2 separate regions of the Oryctolagus cuniculus genome follow, and region 2 is linked to region 1. Evidence: chromatin contacts called from public Micro-C data. All regions are on one chromosome and are shown on one strand. Each heading gives the region's core, a stretch centred on a gene start, on an enhancer-like site or on the middle of the called end of the contact. The rest is flanking DNA. Distances are from core to core; before and after follow the strand shown.

The links. Hi-C and Micro-C count contacts between places; a contact is called where the count stands out from the background.
Region 2: a Micro-C map of ear pinna shows a contact between it and region 1, with 2.7 times the contacts expected there. The contact joins the enhancer-like site here to the promoter of ITM2B in region 1. A contact is called at or near these places in 2 of 6 Hi-C or Micro-C datasets (ear pinna and an unstated tissue).

What each region holds. Positions count from the first base shown.
Region 1 is chr9:67,251,546-67,255,764 of mOryCun1.1, reverse strand. It overlaps ITM2B (integral membrane protein 2B), which reads right to left and starts at 2,395. Exons shown (of 6, transcript XM_002720722.4): 1 at 2,028-2,395. The coding sequence starts at 2,144.
Region 2 is chr9:67,571,630-67,575,848 of mOryCun1.1, reverse strand. No RefSeq gene overlaps it. Among named protein-coding and RNA genes, the nearest start is that of RCBTB2, 39 kb to the right of the region's middle. Within about 2 kb of position 2,073, at least 4 of the 8 cell types and tissues checked have an H3K27ac peak or open chromatin away from gene starts, as enhancers often do. A contact at or near this core is called in ear pinna, where this site is marked.

The DNA of each region.
Region 1 (4,219 bases), core at 1,146-3,645:
AAAACTCGTGCTTTTCAGCTTAAAGCTGGAAACGGACTTATTTTCTATCTACCAATTCATCCATGACGGCTGTATGGTTACACCGGTCGGGGCGCCGGATTCTGTCCCGGTTGCCCCTCTTCCAGGCCAGCTCTCTGCTATGGCCAGGGAGTGCAGTGGAGGATGGCCCAGGTGCTTGGGCCCTGCACCCCATGGGAGACCAGGAAAAGCACCTGGATCCTGGCTCCTGCCATCGGATCAGCGCGGTGCGCCGGCTGCAGCGGCGGCCATTGGAGGGTGAACCAACGGCAAAGGAAGACCTTTCTCTCTCTGTCTCTCTCTCACTGTCCACTCTGCCTATCAAAAATAAAAAAAATAAAAATAAATAAAAAAAAAATACAAAGGAAGACTCTGGCCCTCATTGCCAGTCCTAGTATTTTTCTTTAGATATGAGAATCTGAGAAAATAACCAGAAAACAAAGCACAAAGCTTCGAATACATAGCTCACCTTTTATAGCTGCTATGACCACAAAATTTAAATATGGTGAACTTGTGAGAAACTCTGAGAACTTCAGGAACGACAGAAACTGTCAAGATAGATTTAAAGCAGCTCAGTAAATGCAATCATATTTGCCCAGAGTTTCAAACCTCCTTCACTACAGTGGAACACAGCAAAGCTGTCTGAAGTGACATCATCCAGTGCTTTCTCTTCTCTTTTTTTTTTAAAAAAAACTGGGAGGAGTTATATCTGTTTATAAGATTTTAAAAATACATGGAATAGCGTTTAGAATAATGTATATATCTGAGTTGTAGTAATTGAGTACTTGACTGTCAACCTATTTTAGACCCAAGGAATATATTAAAGACCTAAGATAATAATTTCCTACTGAAATTTCTGTCTATACATTCCAAACATTTTCTTTTAAGACCAAGACTGTTTACAATGGGCTCAGAAAAACAATACCAATCCTAAACCCCAAACCTTTAATCCTTTTAGGGAATCCGTTCACTGTTCCTGTTTCAAAGCAAGGCAGTCACTTAAAAAAATCGACCCGTGCCAGTTCTGCAGTCCAGATTAACATTACATTTTCAATTTCTATCAGTGGCCTACGTTTCAGGAGTAATTTTCATTAGAGCATATAAAAATTTTTTATCACTCACACCTGGCCCACAGACGACTGTATTTTTAAAAACAAATTTACAGGTCCTGAAAAGTGATACTGAAAAAATAAGCTAAGCGATCCAACTTCTACAGTTAACTTCTGCAGGATGGAATTTCTGCAGCCTAGAGACGATCTGGTAGGCAGAGGTAACTTTTGAGACAATTCCACTCAGCTTAAATGAATAATCCTGCAAGCAACTAAAAGTTAACACAGCAGGAGGATTTCATTAGGGACCCGGGGGCAAATTTCTTTATAGCAGTAGGAGCACTCGGTGAGACGATCTGAAAGCCAACTGTTGGATTTAGCCTCACATCTACCTAACAGTTGACCTTCACTGGGAATAATCGGTTTTCATTGTGAGATACACGGCCAGAACCTACTCCGGGCAGTCTGTCTGTCACCTTGTCCCCCCCCTTCTCCGGACCCCACGGTGAGGTTCACCCGCCAGGACCGAAGGGCCGTGGAAAAAGGCAGTGAAGAGGAAAATGCTTGAAAAAACGAAGACGCTCGCAGTGGCTGGACTTAGTCCAAGTGCTGCTCGGCTAGAAACGAAAGTAGCAAACAACAGAGGTTTAGGCTTGGAATGTCAGCCATTTTAGGGATATTATTTATCCTGGGAAGGGAAGTCCCGGACTCGGCTGTTGTTGTGTTGCTGTCGCCGCCCGGACCCAGGCGGAACCAAGCCAGCCAGCCCGCCAGCCCGGGCCTCACAAACCAGAGGGAACGCGGCGCAATTCTCGACGCGTCCACTCCCGGGCCTGGCGAGCGCCGAGCGCCGCTTCCCTGCACACGCACTTCCCTCACAAAGGAGGGCGAGCAGCGCCCGCCCGCTCCGGAGCCGCTCCCGCCGGGTCCCGCACCCCGCTCCCTCCCCCCGGCTCGGACCTTGCAGTCCACCGCGACGGCGTCCGGGGGGATGATGAGCGCCTCCTCGCCGCTCTTGGGATCGTCCTTCTTGGCCTCCTTCTGGGCCAGAGCCGAGTTGAACGTCACCTTCACCATGGCGCGGCCTGGGGCGCCCTCGGAGAAGGGCGGCGGCGGCGGCGGCGGCGGGCTGGAGGCGCGGGCTGCGGGCTCCCGGCTGCGGCTGCAGCCTCCTCGGCCGGGCTCCGGACGAGGATCAGCGGCGGCAGACGAGACTCGGGCAGCTCCGCGACGGCTGAGGCGGCGACTGCGGCACGGCCCTAGCAGCCACCCAGCTTCAGCGCGAGGGCGGAGACGGCTCGCGCAGCCCCGGGCCGGGGGCGGGGCCGGCGGCGAGGGGGCGGGGCCGGCCCCTTCTCGGGCCCCGAGGCCCAGCGGAGGCCCAGCGGAGGCCCAGCGGCCAGAGGAACGCGGGAGTGGGGTGACGTGCTTGGTTCAAGGGTCGGTCCTTCTCCTGAGTCGCCTGGCCTTTCCGATTCTGAACTCGTTTCTGGCCGGTTTGCCTTGGGACTCAGTGTTGCAGGTTCATAGGAAAATCGGCTGAACTTTCCTGGGTTCGCCGCGTACAATGGATCCACTTTAGGTAGCACCAGGCTGTCTCTTCCCCGGCCGCTGCCCCCGCCCCTCCGCGAGCCTCAAGACCGCGGAATTTTTGTGCGTCCACGTCTCCTTTTGCTCTTAGTAGGAATCCGCCTCAGTGGAGCACGGAAATATTCAAAGCTCTCTCTATCCCTTGGGGTCTGACCTCCGTTCCAAGGACCTCACCCAAGGGTGTGCCTCACGCAGTCTTGTCTTGTTTTCTTTATCTGCCTTCCCCGGGATGTCCGCGCCTGCCCAGCCTAATCCCACAGCCCTTTGGAGGAAGACTCTTAGATCTGTTTCAAACAAATCACACTGGTAAAACAACATGTTCCACGCTTGTGCAGACTTGGGGGGAAAAACCCTGCACACTGGGCTGATTTGTGATTCAAGGCAAATCGGTGCTCGGTGAGGAATCCTTGTTTTTCTGCAAAATGAAAGATAATCTCTTCGTGTCTCCTATTTTGAAGAGGTTTCGCAGAGAAAGCTGTAACAGATACTGGCCAACACGGCTGTTGGGTTTTTAACTAACAACAGATGGCCCCTTGGACAAACGGTTTGGTTTTGTACCATTCTCCCATTGGAGAAGATTGGCCTGGTTCAGCCAGAGTTGTGGGTGTGCTCCAGAATGTTCCAACTATGTCAGCTCTGCCCTGGATCAACCCCAAGAAAAGTAGGTTGAGTTTGAGGTTCTTGGGGATTTGGCTGTGCTCAAGGAGAGTTAGATGTCTTGAAGTCTCCGTAGAATGTCAGATCAGAAATCTCTGAGAAATAGTCCAAGTTCTCAGCATCTTTTCAGAGCACATATTTCAGACACATCAGGGACTGAGAGAGAAATCCAGTTCAGCGCTTTGGTCTTCTTGGCTAATCTGAAATTCCAAAGTGTTCAACGCAGGCTGAGAAGACTTGAGTTCTAGTTCTTGCTTGTTTTAAACAAGCTAGTCACATGATTAGCAGTAACTTACTTGATCTCCCTGGGTCTCCTTTCCACAGGCTTCAACTCTCTGAATTGACCCCGTGAACTGACTTTTGATAGTAAAAATGGAATCCAATTTCTCGAAGTTAGCCATTGCTCCCCACCTCTCTGAGCCCTGCTTGCACGGATTTCCTGGGACATTAGAACTGAAGATTAAGGAATTATTTAAGCAAGCTCCTATGTCTATACTTACATCGATCTGTCAAAGGGCAAAATTACAAATTAGTTTAAAGATTTTGGCTCCATTTCCAATTATAGAATCAAGTACTACTGGTTCACTTCATTCCATAGAACAAAAAAAGTGTTCCAATGAGCCCAGCAGAGGATGTTGCTTTTAAAAGACAGAAAAGGGCTGTAGAAAGCAGAAACAAAAATGAAAGAGTGAGATGGTCACTTTAAATTCACTTTCCTTTTGAGGCTAGGACAGAGAGACAGAACAATAGAAGTATAACTGAGCAGTTAATATCAGGTTACCTTTTTGTGTGTAATGATAAGGCAGAAGGAACTTTATTGTCATACCAGTTAAACTGGCTTGTTTGGGAAATTTGACTTTGTCACTCTAATCCTGGTTTCTCAGAAGGTCAAATAATAGTTTTGT
Region 2 (4,219 bases), core at 824-3,323, 320 kb before region 1:
CTCTAAGGGCTTGGGCTCAACCAAGCATGAGGGAGATCCCAGATGGAGTTCTTGACTCATAGCTTCAACCTGTCCCTGCCTGGGCTGCTGTGGGCATTTGGGGAGTGCACCAGCAGATAGAAAATCTCTGTCTCTCTGTCTCTCTCACTGTCACTTTGCCTTTCAAACAAAAGTCAATAAATCTTTTAAAACATTTCATTCCCTTGTGAAGGAATAAAAGCAAGCTGCCTTTAGAGTGTCCAGTGGAAACTCAGGGGGCAGGCATCTTCATTTCTGGCACTCACACCGCGGTGGCCTTGGGTAAAGGGCTTAATTTCCTCCTTGTTAGATCCCTCGCCTGTAAATTGAAGATGATGAGATTTGCCTACCTTGCTTGAAGAATTAATTAGTGGTTGTGTTGCAGGTGGGGCATGCAGATGAAAGACTGCTCTGTAAGCACCGGGCTTTCCCATCAGGCCAAGGCTCATCACCGCCATCGTTATCTGTGTCCTAGAGATAAAGGCGATGGGTTTCCACACAAGGCTCCCAGAGCCTTGACCTTGCTAGCCTCTGCAACCTTCCCCTTTCTCCGTGATCTTGTAAAGGACTAACCCACTTTCCCTTTCTTTGAGACCTCGCTGTCGGGAACTGGCAGCTGCCCACAATTTCTATGTTGTTTTAATCCAACAAATCTTTATTGTCTAGAAACTTTATCTGAAAAATCCTCCACAAAACATGCCTTTCTCTTATTTCCTCATCTTCTTCCTTTTCTCCAATACCTCTGTTACAAAGGGTGTTATTACAGCTTATTAGGAGTTCCCCCAGATGCCCGAACAATGCCCCCTCTCTGCGTTCTTCCCGATTTGCAAGCTGCACATTCGCATAGCCATCAATAGACGCCTCTTCACCATCAGTGGCTTCCCTGCTAACCCAGCTGCGGGAGGGTCTGCGATGGAGGGGTGAACTAGTCATGCCTTTGGGGGAAGCTGAGAGTTTGTCAACTGCTGACCCAGATGTCGCCCATCCCTTGTCGCTGGAGCAGCTCCCCAGGCCCAGAGTCCCATGTCTCATGCAGCCTAACTTTCCTGTGTTTCGCTCCTGGAAATTGAGTTTGGATCTGGATATTTCTCTCTTTCTACTTTTCTTATAAATTTTTATTTACTTGTTTGCACTTTATTCGAAAGGCAGCAAGACAGAGAGAGAGAAAGAGGGAGAGAGAAAGCGATCTTCTCTCTGTTGGTTCACCTGCAACAGCCAGGCCCGGGTCAGACTGAAGCTATAATCTGGAATTCAATGTGGGTCTCCCATGTGGGTGACAGGGACCCAACAATCTGAGCCCTCACTGCTGCCTCCAGGGTGTGCATTAGCAGGAAGCTGGACTCAGAATCAGAGAGCCTGGACTTGAACCAGAGCACCCCAGCACTGGATGCGGGCACCCCAAGTGACATCTTAACCACTGTGCCAAACGCCAGCCCCAAGTCTGGACGATCCTACCACACACCAAATCCAGAATATGAAAGAGAATATGAAAGAGAATATGAAAGAGAGGAAGCAGGAGGAAGGGGAAGTTTTCAGAGAAACTTTCAAAGAAATCTAGAACTCTCCAAAACACTGTCTCCTTTTTCCTCCCACTGCTTACTAAACGTGTTATAAAGAGGAGCACAATTTCCTTTCTGCTTAGAACTCTGGACCGCACCCAACACCCTAGGGAACTTGTCGATCTCTGAACACAATAAACGTTCAAATTCCGATTGTGACAACAGGAGTCCTTTCCTGGGGAGATGGACAGGTCTTTGGGTGACATCCTGCTTTAGAAGGTGAGAGCTGGGACCAGAGGTGGTGTGGCTTTTGACTTCACAGGACAGGAGAATGAAATGGTGACTGAGCAAGCTTTTTCCAGTCCCTAGTTTCCTCGGGCCTTGGTTCTGCTGAGATAGCACTAGATGGAATGATTGTTGAAGCCAGTATAAGCCTTCTCACATATGCCTGGTGCAAGTACCTCTCCATTCTGAATTGGCACTGAAACGTGAACACTGGTGAGGGCTAGGAGAGCTCCAATGACTCAGCTACTCCTCCGATTCCAGCCCCAGCTTGTCTTCCAACCATGACAAGTTGCATAAGGGGCCTGAAGTTTTGGTTTTGAGGTTTTGGTGACTCACATGCTGAGCAAGCAATAATGATAATAGCAAACACATTTGCAGCTCTTCCTGCGTGCTAGGCGTCATTCCAGTTCTTTCTGAGCTAAGTCGTTTAATCCTCCAATAACACAAGGAAAGAGTTTTTATGACGCCCTGGACTTTAAAGGTAAGGGAACTGAAGCACGAAGCATTTGAACATCCAAACTCTCCCAGCCGGCCAGGGGCCAAGAGTCAGGATGAACCCAGGTTGTGTATGCTGAGAACCTGAGGCTCTTGGCGAATCTGCTAGTGTCTTTTTCTGTGTTGCTTAGCAATTCTGTGTCATGAAGTCAGTTGCTATTCCTGGACCGGATTTAAGTCGACTATTGTCTCTATAGCTTGGACATTTCACCTCCAGGAAAAACATCCAAATGTGGCCAGTCACAGAGCAGGAAGTGGCATGGAGGCCGGTAGTGTGGCGGCCACCTTGTGACCCTGAGGTGTGGCCAGAAAGGTGAGATGACACTGTGAGACTCAGGGAGGGTGCCAAGGGCACCGGTCCAGGCCCTCCAAAGCTAAGACTTTACACTTTTCATAAAAATTAATACAAAAGGGATCACAGACCTAAATCTAAAGTGAAAAGAAATAAAAAGTGAAGATGATAGTGGAGAAAATTTGGGTAACTTTGAGTTTGGCGTAACTCTTTTTTAAAATTTTTTTAAATTAATTTTTTTTGACAGGCAGAGTGGACAGTGAGAGAGAGAGACAGAGAGAAAGCTCTTCTTTTGCCGTTGGTTCACCCTCCAATGGCCGCCACCGCTGGCGCGCTGTGGCCGGCGCACCGCGCTGATCCGAAGGCAGGGGCCAGGTGCTTCTCCTGGTCTCCCATGGGGTGCAGGGCCCAAGGACTTGGGCCATCCTCCACTGCACTCCCTGGCCACAGCAGAGAGCTGGCCTGGAAAAGGGGCAACCGGGACAGAATCCGGCGCCCCGACCGGACTAGAACCCGGTGTGCCGGCGCTGCTAGGTGGAGGATTAGCCTAGTGAGCACCGGCGCCGGCATAACTTTTAAATATTAAAGACACCCAATTGATAAGCTGAGATTTGCTAAAATTAGAACTTCTATTATGAGAAAGATATCAGTTAGGAGAATGAAAAGACTAGGAACAGATTTGGAGAAAATATTTGCAAAACATGTGACTCATTAAGGACTTGTCTCCAAACTATACAAAGAACTCTTCTTGCAACAGATAAGAGGAGTCGGCATTACAGAACAGCAGGTTAAGCCGCCACGTGCAGTGCTGGCATCCCTTATGGGTGCTGGTTTGTGTCCCAGCTGCTCCATTTCATATCTAGCTCCCTGCTAACGGCTTGGAAAAAGCAGCAGCAGATGGACCAAGTTCTTGGGTCCCTTCCACCCACGTGGGTGACCCAGATGAAGCTCCTGGCTCCGGGCTTCGGCCTGACCCAGTGCTGGTCACTGCAGCCGTCTGGGGACTATACCAATGGATGGAAGATTTCTGTCTCTGTCTCTCCCTTTCTCTGTAACTCTGACTTTCAAATAAACGAATCTTTTTTAAAAATCCAATTTAAAGATAAGCAAAAGAACTGAAGAGACACCTCTCTAAAGAAGACACCTCTACACTGACAAATGAGCAGATGAGAAGGTGCTGCACGTCATCTGTCACCGGGGAAGTGCGTGTTGCAACTCCGAGCTACCGCGGCACACCGATCAGAACGACTAACATCCCAGAAGCCTGCCAGCACCAATGCAGCTGAGCATGCGGAACGGCAGAAGCCCCCACTCAGTGCTGCTGGGAGTGCAATGATGCAGCCCCTGTGCGAGAAACTTGGGAGGCTTCTAAAACTAAACGTACAAGCCAGCAATCATACTGCTAGGTATTTACTCAAAAGCCTTTAACTATGCAAACTCTGCATGTGAATGTTTAAGGCAGCTTTATTTATAATTGTCAAAAACTGGAAGAATCCAAGACATTCTTCCGGAGGTGAAGGGATACGCTGTGAATGAGTTTGGAAGTCAGGGGGACGACGTGCAGGAACTCTGCTGCAGGCCCTCAGAGGCGGTGATCACGACTCGAGTGAGTGAGTCTCTGCCTCCGCAT